Linked DNA regions of Pan troglodytes: region 2 is linked to region 1. A link is a contact called in public Hi-C data. All regions are on one chromosome and are shown on one strand. The core of a region is the stretch at or near the end of the contact, and the rest is flanking DNA. Distances in the headings are between cores, read along the strand shown.

Region 1 (6,552 bases), core at 1,785-4,284:
GCCCAAGCGCCAGGTCTGCAGGGAGGGAGGGAGAGAGGAAGGCAACAGTGGCACTGGCTGCCACATGCCACACAGGGAGTCAGCTGGGTGGCCGGAATGGCCTTGGACACTGATGAAGACAGTCAATATGGAGTCAGTTACATGTTCTCCCGCCTCACAACCCTGGGGAGAGGTTCAATGGTTCCCTTTTATTTAAAGGAAATTGCAGCCAGGCATAGTGGCTCACACCTGTAATCCCAGCACTTTGGAAGGCCAAGGTGGGAAAAATCATTTGAGCCCAGGAGTTCCAGACCAGCCTGGGCAACATAGACCCCATCTCTATTAAAAAAAAAATTTTTTTTGATTCAGCTGAGTGTGGTGACAGACACCTGTGGTCCCAGCTACTCGGGAGGCTGAGGAGGAGGCTCACTTGAGCCTAGGAGGTCAAGGCTGCAGTGAGCCATGCTTGCACCACTGCACTCCAGCCTGGGTGACAGAACAAGACCCTGCCTCAAAAAAAACGAAAAAATGAGAGAGGTTAATGGCCACATACGATCAGGAAGCAGCAGAGACAGTTTTGGGGTTTAGATTTCCTTGATTGCCAGGTGGGCTCTTTTTACAATTAAGGATATAAACTCCAGCTGCAGATGGGGCCGTGGGGCAGGCAGGCCGTAGAAGGCGCCCTTCAGGTAATGCTTATGGCCTCCTGCAAGGTGGAGTTGGCCTCACTGACCCTGAGACTCTGTAGCCCTGAAGCACAAAAGCCACAGCATTCCCAGCCACTTCTGGGGTCCCCTTGAGTATGTGGCATCATCTAAGGCTTTTTTATTCATTCGTTTAACAACTTCATTGAGCACCTGTTCTGTGCAAGACACTGTTTTTTTTTTTTTTTGTAGACACAGTCTCGCTCTATCCCCCAGGCTGGAGTGCAGTGACGCGATCTTGGCTCACTGCAAACCTCCACCTCCCAAGTTGAAGTGATCCTCCTGCCTCAGCCTCCCGAGTAGCTGGGATTACAGGTGCATGCCACCATGCCTGGCTAACTTTTGTATTTTTAGTAGAGACGGAGTTTCACTATGTTGGCCAGGTTGGTCTTGAATTCCTGACCTCAGGTGATCCACCTGCCTCGGCCTCCCAAACTGCTGGGATTACAGGCGTGAGCCACCGTGCCCAGCCTCAAGACACTGTTCTTGGTGCTAGGGTTATAGCAATGCAGAAAACAGTAAAAAAGCCCAGCGAGCCGGGCACGATGGCTCACGCCTGTAATCCCAGCACTTTGGGAGGCCGAGGCAGGTGGATCACGAGGTCAAGAGATCGAGACCATTCTGGCCAACATGGTGAAACACCGTCTCTACTAAAAACACAAAACATTAGCGCGGCGTGGTGGCACGTGCCTGTAGTCCCAGCTACTCGGGAGGCTGAGGCAGGAGAATGGCGTGAACCTGGGAGGCAGAGCTTGCAGTGAGCCGAGATCGTGCCTCTGCACTCCAGCCTGGGCAACAGAGCAAGACTCCGTCTCAAAAAAAAAAAGACCCCAGCACTAACATGGGGGCTGCAGGTAAATATGTGTGTAGGGCCCACATACCAAATGTGTCAAGATCAACATCACAAACTCCTAAGTAAAAGATACTCTATCTTTCTACTTGGACAGGTGTATCCTCACAGTGATTGGGAGAGCCAGATTTAAATCTGAATTCACAGACACCTAGAATACTGGGCTAGAGTGTGGCTCTGTGGGGAGGGTGAGTCCCAGCCCAGGAGCAGCGGCCAGTGCCCTGCTCTACCCAGCCCAAGCACCATCCAGCACCACCAGGCTCCTTGTGTGGCACCCCAACCCATGTGTCCCAGCTCCCTCCACTGTCCCCCAACACAGCCTTCCATTGACCACCCCATGGGCCTTGGAGTACACACCTGGGCTGTGCTGGCTGCCTGGGGACAGAACTGGGGAAGGCCTGAGGGACAAAGATGCTGGTTCTAGTAGTCACATTTCCTTTTTTTTTTTTTTTTTTTTTGCGACAGAGTCTCACTCTGTTGCCTAGGCTGGAGTGCAGTGGTGTGATCTTGGCTCACAGCAATCTCCGCCTCCCAGGTTCAAGCGATTCTCGTGCCTCAGCCTCCTGAGTAGCTGGGACTACAGGTGCACAACACCACACCCAGCTAATCTTTGTATTTTTTGGTAGAGATAGGATTTCGCCGTGTTGGTCAGGCTGGTCTCGAACTCTTGACCTCAAATGATCCGCCTGCCTCAGCCTCACAAAGTTCTGGGATTACAGGCATGAGCCACTGTGCCTGGCCAGTAGTCACATTTCCTTAGCTCTATGAGGAGGGGCAGAAGGGCAGGGTAGAGGCCCTTGCTGCCCAGTCTAAGGGAGTTTTCAATGAGAAACAGACCATAAACAAGACAAATCAGTAAAATACGTGGTCTAGTAAAAGGTGAAGCATGGAGGAAAATGGAGCTGGGATGGGGCCTAGGGAGGAAGGGCCTGGGGGTAGGGCTCAGTTCTAGGAGCCAGGGAAGGCACTGCTGGGAAGGTGGCATTTGGGCAAAGACTGGAGGCTATCAGGGAGCAAGTATGTAGTGTCCTGTCTACATAAAAGGAATGGCAAGGGCTAAGGGTTTAGCAGGGTCAGCAGGGTTTAGCAGGGAGGCCAGTGTGGCTGGAGCAGAGGAACGGGTCGAGATGGGTCGAGAGTGTGTGCAGAGATGAGGTTGGACAGGTAAGGAGCCAGGGGCCCAGGCGCCCAGTCCTGGGTGTCCTCCTTCACGCCTGGGCTGGAGGCTGAGTTCAGGGCAAGGCCCAGTCCCAGGAGCCCTGAAAAAGGCCTGACTCAGCTCCATCCCGGGGCTGGCAGAACCTGGTTCCTCCTCTGCTCTATCCTCAGTCCCTGAGGATGCAGCAGGGCCTGTCGGGGCCTGTGGGCAGCTGCAGAGCTGGCAGGCGGGAGCTAGGAGATTCCTCTCTCGGGGAACTGGGGAGCCTGTCTGAGAGTGCCCTGTAGTCTGGTAGGGCGGTGGCTAAGACAGCAGCCCCTAAAGGCTGCAGATGTGGGAGTGACTCACCAGCCTGGCCTCTCAGTGGGCTGAAAGGAGACCCCTAGGAGGCGATGGTGGAAAAGCACTCAGTGTTTAGCGCTGAGCCTGCAGTGCAGTTGGGGATCGCCAGGTGGTCACTGCCAGCCTTGTCCTCGCTTGGTATTAGGCCCTCTCCAAGTTAGAGGTGGGGTGGGGAGCCACCCCTGCATTCCCTGTACCCACTGCCCAGCAAGCGGCAGGGGTGTGGCGGGCCGGGGAGGAATCTGAGAGGGGCGGGGCGGGTCAGGAATGCCTGGGCTCCGTTCCAACTTCTGTCCCCACTGTTGTCCATCCGGTAAACCACGGCCAGCCCATAGCTGACAGGGCAGAGCGCTGAGGCCTCTGTGTGTCCTCCAGGAACCTGACGACCCAGGCACTCCAGGAAGACGATGCCCACTAATTACAAGAATGATAGACTGGGCGCAGTGGCTCAAGACTGTAATCTCAGCAGTTTGGGAGGCCGAGGCGGGCCGGTCACTTGAGGCCAGGAGTTCAAAACCAGCCTGGCCAACAAGGTGAAAACCCATCTCTACTAAAAATACAAAAGGTAGTGGGGCATGGTAGAGGGCGCCTGTAACCCTAGCTACTCCGGAGGCTGAAGCAGGAGAATCCTTGAACCTGGGAGGTGGAGGTTGCAGCAAGTCGAGATCCCACCACTGCACTCCAGCCTGGGTGACGAGCAAAATTCCATCTCAAAAAAAAAAAAAGATAATTAGTAGGACTTGAACAAATTAAGCAGTTACCATGTGCCAGGCAAAACGCTGAAGTTTCACTCCAAATCAAACCACGTTTCCTCAGAGCCTCTGCACTTGCTGTGCCCTCTGCCTGGCATGCCATTCCCCTAGATTTCTCTCGGCTCCCTCACGTCCTTCAGGCATCACCCACATGTCAGCCTGTCAGAGATGCCAGCCCTGAAGGGGACTGCATCCTCCTTAGAATTGCAGCCCTGCACCCCCCAATGCTTTATCTTTTCTTTCTTTCTTTCTTTTTTTTTTTTTTTTGAGACCGAGTCTCGCTCTGTCGCCCAGGCTGGAGTACAGCGGCATGATCTCAGCTCACTGAAACCTCCACCTCCCGGGTTCAAGAGATTCTCCTGCCTCAGCCTCCTGAGTAGCTGGGATTACAGGCGCCCGCCACCACACCTGGCTAATTTTTGTATTTTAGTAGAGACGGGGTTTCACCATGTTGGTTAGGCTGATCTCAATCTCCTGACCTCAGGTGATCCACCCACCTCGGCCTCCCAAAGTGCTGGGATTACAGGTGTGAGCTACCATGCTGGCTGATTTTTGTATTTTTTAATTAGGTACTGGGTTTCACTATGTTGACCAGACTGGTCTCAAACTCCTGAACTCAGGTGATCTGCCCACCTCAGCCTCCCAAAGTGCTGGGATTACAGGTGTGAGCCACTGCACCCAGCCTATTTGTTGTTTTTCTGGGACAAGGTCTCACTCCATCTACTAGGCTGAGTGCAGTGGTATAATCACAGTTCACTGCAGCCTTGACCTCCTGGATTCAAGCAATCCTCCCACCTCAGCCTGCTGAATAGCTGGGACTACAAGTGTGTACCACCACCCCCAGCTAATTTTTTGTTTTTGGTAGGGACGGGGTCTCACTGTGTTGTCCAGGCTGGTCTCTATCTGGCTTCAAGCCATCCTCCCTCCTGGGCCTCCCAAAGTGTTGGGATTACAGGCACGAGCCCCTGCACCCGGCGCAGAAGCACTTTTGTCAATTAGAGTGCTGGCAAGCAAGAGAGGCAAGCTCAAAAGGTGACCGGAGAAGGGTTCATGGAGGTGCAGTCTACAGTGGGGTGAGCAGGGTTGCAGGGTCTCCCTCCGTCACCCAGGCTGGAGTACAGTGGCACAATCTCGGCTCACTGCAACCTCTGCCTCCCAGGTTCAAGCGATTCTACTACCTAAGCCTCCCAAGGTGCTGGGATTGTAGGCGCCCTCCACCACGCCCAGCTAATTTTTGTATTTTTAGTGGAAACAAGGTTTCGCCATGTTGGCTAGGCTGGTTTCAAGCGACCCACCCACCTCGGCCTTGCAAAGTGCTGGGATTACAGGCGTGAGCCACCGCGCCTGGCCTCTTTTTTCTGTCTCCTTCATTTCTAAAGACGGCACCATCATCAGCCCAGCTGCCCAAACCAGAAACCTAAACACCTTGTCCTCAACTCCTTCCTTTTATTGACTGCCCATGCTGATCATCCATGGAGTCCTCCCAGATATCCTGGAATTCAACCACTTCTGTCCATTCTCCACCACCACCTTTGTCCCAGCCACCAGCACCTCAACTGGGATGACCACAATGGCCTCTGCGCTGGTTAATTCCCCGTTTCCCCCAGATCCACTCTCTTCCCTTCTTCCCGCTGCTCTGCACCCAGGAGGCAGCCCTAGCTGCCCTGTGTTCTGGATTAGGTTGGTTACATTGGGGGAAGGAACCCACAGGAGATGGGGCGGGAAGGAGGGGAAGTGGCAGTATCACTCCGCCTGCTCCCTCCCTGCCGGGCTGGGTTTGGCACTGGCTGCGCTCTGCACCCTCTATGGCCACAGCTCCTGTCATGTGGACCCTCTTCCATGGCTCCAACACTCCCTGGGGTCTGAAAGGCAGTTTCTGCACTTGCCCTGTTAGGACTAAGGGCTGCCCTGGCTTCCCATTTGCTAGTCTGAGGATGCCTCGCCATCCCAGCTGGTCACCCTAACCGAGTGGTTCTCAACCAGGGGTAGTTATGCCATCTCAGGGGATATTTGGCAATGTCTGGAGTCATTTGTGGTTGTTACCACTGGAGTGGGGGTGCTACTGGCATCTAATGGGTAGAGGCCAGAGATGTTGCTGAACCCCCTACAATGCACAGGACAGCCCCCACAGCACATGATCCTCCCTCTGAAAAGTCAATAGCGCTTAGGTTGAAAAACTCCGGCTGGGCGCGGTGGCTCACGCCTGTAATCCCAGCACTTTGGAAGGCCGAAGTGGGCGGATCGCTTGAGACCAGCCTGGCCAACATGGCAAAACCCCGTCTCTACTAAAAATACAAAAATTAGCCGAGTGTGGTGGCGGGCGCCTGTAATTCCAGCTACTCAGGAGGCCGGGGCGGGAGTAATCGTTTGAACCCAGGAGGCAGAGGTTGCAGTGAGCCGAGATCGAGTGACTGCACTCCAGCCTGGGCGACAGAGCGAGATTCTGTCTCAGAAGAAAGAAAGGAGAGAAAGAGAAAAAGGGAGAGAGAGAGAGAAAGAAGAAAAGAAAGGAAGAAAGGAGAGAGGGAAGGAGAGAAGGGAGGAGAGGGGAGGGGAGGGGAAGGAGGGGGGAGGGGACGGGAGGAAAGGGGAGGGGAGGGGAGGGGAGGAGAGGAGAGAAGGCGAGGTGGCTCATGCTTGTAATCCCAGCACTTTGGGAGGCCAAGGTGGACGGATCCACTGAGGTCGGGAGTTTGAGACCAGCCTGACCAACATGGAGAAACCCTGTCTCTACTAAAAATACAAAACTAGCCGGGCATGGTGACG
Region 2 (6,552 bases), core at 2,698-5,197, 410 kb after region 1:
ACTTTACTGGTGAATATCCCCTCCAGGAGTGGGTGCAGGGTAGGGGGAAGCTCTTAGGCCACTGGCTGCCTCCCTGGCCCTCAGGTGCCCAGAGCTGCCTCAGGCTCACCCCCTTGAAGCTTACCTCTTCAGCGCTTTGGGCCAGGTAGAGCCCAGTTCTGCCACCCACCAGCCAGATGTCACGTGACCCTCTGGGCCTTGGCTTGTCTACCCCAGTGCTACACTAAGGGCTTTGTATGTGTCGCCCATTTAACCCTCAAAGATGCCTTGAGGTTAGTCCTGCAACCCACATTTTACAGATGACGTGAGTAAGGGGGCACAGACATCAAGTGGCAGAGCTGGGATCTGAACCCCAGTAGTCTGGCTTCTGAGTCTACCAAGTCTTATGCTCAGTAAGCGGTAACGGTTTTGATCAGTGGGTCATGTCCACTAGTAACAGAGAACACCCATGCTCCCATGGACTGGAAATGCTGCCTCCTGCCTGACCCTTCATCTCCTGCCTTCTCTCGCCAGATGCCGGTGCAGCTGACGACAGCCCTGCGTGTGGTGGGCACCAGCCTGTTTGCCCTGGCAGTGCTGGGTGGCATCCTGGCAGCCTATGTGACGGGCTACCAGTTCATCCACACGGAAAAGCACTACCTGTCCTTCGGCCTGTACGGCGCCATCCTGGGCCTGCACCTGCTCATTCAGAGCCTGTTTGCCTTCCTGGAGCACCGGCGCATGCGACGTGCCGGCCAGGCCCTGAAGCTGCCCTCCCCGCGGCGGGGCTCGGTGGCACTGTGCATTGCCGCATACCAGGAGGACCCTGACTACTTGCGCAAGTGCCTGCGCTCGGCCCAGCGCATCTCCTTCCCTGACCTCAAGGTGGTCATGGTGGTGGATGGCAACCGCCAGGAGGACGCCTACATGCTGGACATCTTCCATGAGGTGCTGGGCGGCACCGAGCAGGCCGGCTTCTTTGTGTGGCGCAGCAACTTCCATGAGGCAGGCGAGGGTGAGACGGAGGCCAGCCTGCAGGAGGGCATGGACCGTGTGCGGGACGTGGTGCGGGCCAGCACCTTCTCGTGCATCATGCAGAAGTGGGGAGGCAAGCGCGAGGTCATGTACACGGCCTTCAAGGCCCTCGGCGATTCGGTGGACTACATCCAGGTAAGGGCGCCTCCCTAGGAGCGTGTGTACATGGGGATAAGTCTGGACAGCCTGGCAAACTCTCCGCCAAGAATCTGAGGTCTGGTCTAGGTCCCTTGGGTTGTGCACACACCTCTGCACTTAAGAAGGCAACAAGGTGGCCGGGCACGGTGGCTCACGCCTGTAATCCCAACACTTTGGGGGGCCGAGGCGGGTGGATCACAAGGTCAGGAGATCGAGACCATCCTGGCTAACACAGTGAAACCCCATCTCTACTAAAAATACAAAAAATTAGCCGGGCATGGTGGCAGGCGCCTGTAGTCCCAGCTACTCGGGAGGCTGAGGCAGGAGAATGGCTCCTGGGGAATAAGGCGTGAGCCACCACACCCGGCCTTATTATTATTATTTTTTAAAGACAAAGGGTCTCACTATGTTGCCCAGGCTGGAGTGCAATGGCTATTTAAAGGCATGATCAATACGCACTATAGCCTCGAACTCCTGGCCTTGGGCAGTCCTCCCACCTCATCCTCCCTAGTAACCGCGATTACAGGCACATACACCACCGCACCCAGCTCCATGTTAGCCCTTTTAATCCTCTTAACACTCCCAGGGAGAAGTGCTATTATCTCCACTCATAGAAGGTGAAAGCAAAGCACAGAGAAGCTAAGTAACTTGCCTAATGTCCCATTGCTAGTAGGGTGCAGAGCCAGGATTTGCGCCCAGGCCGTCTGTCTCAAGTCTTCTCTTACCTGTGATGCAGCACTGCCTCAGCAATGGCAACGTGGGGCTGAACCTCTTCATAAGAAAGCGTGGTGAAGAGCAAAAGAAACCATCCTCAAAAACACTCAAAATATTCTAGTTATGGCCAAAAAGTCCCATTCTTCCTAGTGTCAAAGTCATGTCTAGGTGGTGAGAGACACAGGTGCAAATGACTAGCTTCATTTTGTAGGAGCATCGGCAGGGGCGGGACCCTGATTAAACCCTGCCCAGCTTTGGTCAAAGCAATCACTGACATAAGCCTGGAAATTGTATTAGGTTGATATGGTTTCCATCTTCAAATAAAAAAAACCTCAAGAGTTGAAAAGATTAAAGACCACATCTTTCAGTACAAAGTAGAAACCCTAGGACCCTGGATTTCTAGGCCAGGATTTTTTTTTTTTTTTTTTTTTTGAGACAGAGTAGCTGGGATTACAGGTGTGCACCACAACACCCAGCTACTTTTTGTAGTTTTAGTTAGGGACAGGGTTTCTCCATGTTGGTCAGGCTGGTCTTGAACTCCTGACCTCAGCTGACCCACCCACCTTGGCCTCCCAAAGTGCTAGGATTACAGGCGTGAGCCACCGCACCTGGCCTAGGCCAGGATTCTTGATGGCATCCATGCTGCCTCTCTTCCTGACTCTGTTCTCTGACCTCCACGCCTGCCAGAGCAGGGTGCTGCCCATCACTTGATCAGTGCTTGAAGGTGCAGTGGCTGTCCTGCCAGCCCACCTGTGTACCAACTCAGTCTGCTGACAGCATTTTGAGTCCCCTAATACGATTTAAGTTTTCTCTGGTGTACCCACCTAAAATTAGCTCACTCAGATTGCGTGTCTGGCTTTTTTGACAGTTGTCTCTGCATGAGGGTTGATATGTTTATCTTTTTCTGGCTTCCTAGGCCCAGGACCTCCTCAGTCATGGAGGGAGTGAGGAGAGCTTAGCAGGCTGTTTGACTGCAGTTCACTTGGGGTCGTGGGACCTTGTGAAACTTTCCTGGGGACCCAAATGCTTAGGGAAAAGCCCTTGAGCCCTGGCACAGGCTCAAGCCACAGTGACTTTGTCATCTATTCCCTTCAAGCATAGGATCTCACCCCCACCCCACCCTGCCATCTCCCTTTCCTGGCCATCTGGGTTCTGGTGGATCAGCAAACAGGCTCACACACCTGAGCTGTCTCTTTACAGCCCTGGGATCACTGCATAAGGTTGCCCTGGGCCAGAGCCAGTGAGTGCTTGCTGGATCTCAGCCTGTCTTCTAACCGCCTGCTGCGGAGTTATCTCTCCCTCCTAGGCAGAACTGTGCCCGAGCCAGTGGGGAAACCCAGGCAGCACGAGAGCTCTTCTTCCCTTAACCTTGCTCAGTTAGAAAGACATCCCTGGACTGAAGGAAGCAAAGCAGCATATAAAGAATGGGCTAGGGCAGGGGCAGGGAGGAGCAGTGAGACCAGCAGAACAGCAGCAGTGCTGGGAGTCTTGGCCTGTAAGTGGAGGAGGCTCTGCTAGTCTGGCCTGAGGCTTCCTGGGCCCTTCCCAGGCATGGACCAGGATGTAAGGATATGCCTGGTGGGGAGGTGGGAAGAAGCACATATGAGGGACTCAGCCTGGTGCTGATGCTGTTCTGATTCCCCCTTAGCCTTCTACTGCTTATCTGTGGCCACCCTGTCTTCCAACATAGAGAAAGCTGGGTGGGGTTGTGGTGTCAGAGGCAGCCTCCTTTCCTGCAGGAATCTTACTCAGCAACTTTAATACAAGGATCTTAGGCTTCTACAGAACAGGGTTTTGGTTTATCTGTGGATCTCTTTGTTGCTCTCCTAACAGTGACCACAGAGTAAATCAGGTCTGTAAACCAGTTCTCCTGGCCAATGCTTACTGGATTTTTGTACCACTTCACTAATTTTTTAGAAACCAGAAAAGGAGTCAGCCACTAGGGCAACTAGTGGCCTGGGTTCAACTCATAATGAGACCACCTGTTAGAATCAGGCCATAAGCCTCCCAAGAGCTGGGCAGAGTTGGCCCTGGGGTCTGCCTGGAGGCAGCTGCTGCAGCTTCCATGCCTATTCAGAGCAGCCTCCAGGGGGAGCCCTCAGCCATACCGTGCCCTGGTCCGAGAGGCTCGGCCAAGGGAGTCTGTTGAGGGTGCAGAGGCCAGCAGCCTTATTACTGGTCTCATAGAGGTGCCTGCAAGTAGGTAGTCTGGTAACCACCAGTGGGCTGCAGGTTGTCCAAGGGGTCAGAGGCTGACACGGGGACCCCTGTGGTTAATTCTGTGGGGTCACTTAAGGCCATATGCAGCCTGTTAGTCCTGGGCTACCCTACTGTGCCTGCCATCTATTTCAGTGACGTTTCCCTTCTGCCGAAGGACCCCAGAGCAATTTTTTGCGTCCAGTGCTAAGCATGTCTCTCTCCACGCCTGGCACCTACTGTCTTCAGGGTTTCTCCCTCTCAGCCTAGTGGCTGTCAAGTCTGGTAGCTGAACACTTTTACTAACTTTCATTTTACCTCTGGCACCTTCTGGTAGCGCAGATCTCTTAGCTAGAGGCTGGAAGTGAGTCATGTGTGAAGGGGTCATGTCTCTCAGGCAGTGAGCAGCCTGGCAGTGGGGTGGGGGACAGGGTGTGCAGGTCTGAGGTCAGAATGGGCTGACGACGCACTCCCTCTGCAGGTGTGTGACTCTGACACTGTGCTGGATCCAGCCTGCACCATCGAGATGCTTCGAGTCCTGGAGGAGGATCCCCAAGTAGGGGGAGTCGGGGGAGATGTCCAGGTAAGATGAGACCAGGGATATCTGTGGGGAGGGCTCTGGACTCTTTTTCCTAATCCAATTGGATATGCCTGGGAAATGGGTGTCTTGACTTCCTAGTATTGGGGGGAGGTTCCTCGCTGGCAGTTTTCACTGACACCAAAGAGCTCGCCCCCCTCACTGCCCAACCCCTTTCTTGCTCTTCTTCCACATGAGGGGAAGTCACTTAAACAGGTATGGAGCAGAGTCTATACTGCAGGAGGGGCACAGTATTTTGAGGCCATACATCCTAGAAGGTACTTCCTTTTTGGCCGGTGGTACAGCAAGTAGCTCCAAAGTCAGATCCTTGAGCAGCCCTTGCTCTTAGGAGATGGGCTGAAGAGCTCTGGTCAGTACGGTAAGAATAAGGGCCCCAATCTGCCAGAGATACTGAAGCAGCATCCCAGGTCCCCTACAACTTTCCAACCACAGAAATCTCAGGACAGGTGGTTGTGGTGGTGTTTTGCATTCTTCCCAAGCCCCCTTCTCTGCCACCACCACAGGCTGCCTCCTGAGACCGAAGGTGGCTTTGACTGCTAGAGCCACTTAGTGGGGAAAATCTCTGCAGATAAGATGACACAGTAGGGAGGTAGAGCTGGTGCTGGGGACAGGGATTGTGTGTGGTTGGCTCCTCTGAGCCTCAGGTTTCCCAGCTCCAAAGGAACCGATGGCCAGGAATCTAAGCAGCGGGCCACAGAAGCCATGGTAAGGAGGCCTCGTGGTCTCTGATGTCTGTCCTCCCGACGTGCAACCTTAGGAGGCCCAGCATCTCTATTCCCTTGCAGATCCTCAACAAGTACGACTCATGGATTTCCTTCCTGAGCAGCGTGCGGTACTGGATGGCCTTCAACGTGGAGCGGGCCTGCCAGTCCTACTTTGGCTGTGTGCAGTGTATTAGTGGGCCCTTGGGCATGTACCGCAACAGCCTCCTCCAGCAGTTCCTGGAGGACTGGTACCATCAGAAGTTCCTAGGCAGCAAGTGCAGCTTCGGGGATGACCGGCACCTCACCAACCGAGTCCTGAGCCTTGGCTACCGAACTAAGTATACCGCGCGCTCCAAGTGCCTCACAGAGACCCCCACTAAGTACCTCCGGTGGCTCAACCAGCAAACCCGCTGGAGCAAGTCTTACTTCCGGGAGTGGCTCTACAACTCTCTGTGGTTCCATAAGCACCACCTCTGGATGACCTACGAGTCAGTGGTCACGGGTTTCTTCCCCTTCTTCCTCATTGCCACGGTTATACAGCTTTTCTACCGGGGCCGCATCTGGAACATTCTCCTCTTCCTGCTGACGGTGCAGCTGGTGGGCATTATCAAGGCCACCTATGCCTGCTTCCTTCGGGGCAATGCAGAGATGATCTTCATGTCCCTCTACTCCCTCCTCTATATGTCCAGCCTTCTGCCGGCCAAGATCTTTGCCATTGCTACCATCAACAAATCTGGCTGGGGCACCTCTGGCCGAAAAACCATTGTGGTGAACTTCATTGGCCTCATTCCTGTGTCCATCTGGGTGGCAGTTCTCCTGGGAGGGCTGGCCTACACAGCTTATTGCCAGGACCTGTTCAGTGAGACAGAGCTAGCCTTCCTTGTCTCTGGGGCTATACTGTATGGCTGCTACTGGGTGGCCCTCCTCATGCTGTATCTGGCCATCATCGCCCGGCGATGTGGGAAGAAGCCGGAGCAGTACAGCTTGGCTTTTGCTGAGGTGTGACATGGCCCCCAAGCAGAGCGGGTAAAGTGCAATGGGTAAGGGAGGGAAGGGGAATGGAAGAGAAAAGACGGGGTGGGAGGGAGGAGGGAGTGCTGTGTTTTAGTCTCTTAATGGTCCAAAGGACAAATCTAAAATGCAAAGAACGGTGATGTAGTATGGCCTGACAGCTCTGTTTAGAGGAGG

What was found. Hi-C and Micro-C count contacts between places; a contact is called where the count stands out from the background.
Region 2: a Hi-C map of induced pluripotent stem cells shows a contact between it and region 1, with 2.3 times the contacts expected there. The contact joins two enhancer-like sites. A contact is called at or near these places in 2 of 7 Hi-C or Micro-C datasets (induced pluripotent stem cells and stem cell-derived neural progenitor cells).

What each region holds. Positions count from the first base shown.
Region 1 is chr18:66,746,172-66,752,723 of NHGRI_mPanTro3-v2.0_pri, forward strand. The region is part of intron 15 of CDH3 (cadherin 3); the gene reads left to right. Among named protein-coding and RNA genes, the nearest start is that of CDH1, 29 kb to the right of the region's middle. Within about 2 kb of position 3,035, at least 3 of the 24 cell types and tissues checked have an H3K27ac peak or open chromatin away from gene starts, as enhancers often do. A contact at or near this core is called in induced pluripotent stem cells, where this site is marked.
Region 2 is chr18:67,150,459-67,157,010 of NHGRI_mPanTro3-v2.0_pri, forward strand. HAS3 (hyaluronan synthase 3) reads left to right here. Exons shown (of 4, transcript XM_001168498.7): 2 at 514-1,149; 3 at 4,544-4,645; 4 at 5,446-6,552. The coding sequence starts at 514. The coding sequence ends at 6,369. Among named protein-coding and RNA genes, the nearest start is that of HAS3, 6.5 kb to the left of the region's middle. Within about 2 kb of position 3,948, at least 2 of the 24 cell types and tissues checked have an H3K27ac peak or open chromatin away from gene starts, as enhancers often do. A contact at or near this core is called in induced pluripotent stem cells, where this site is marked.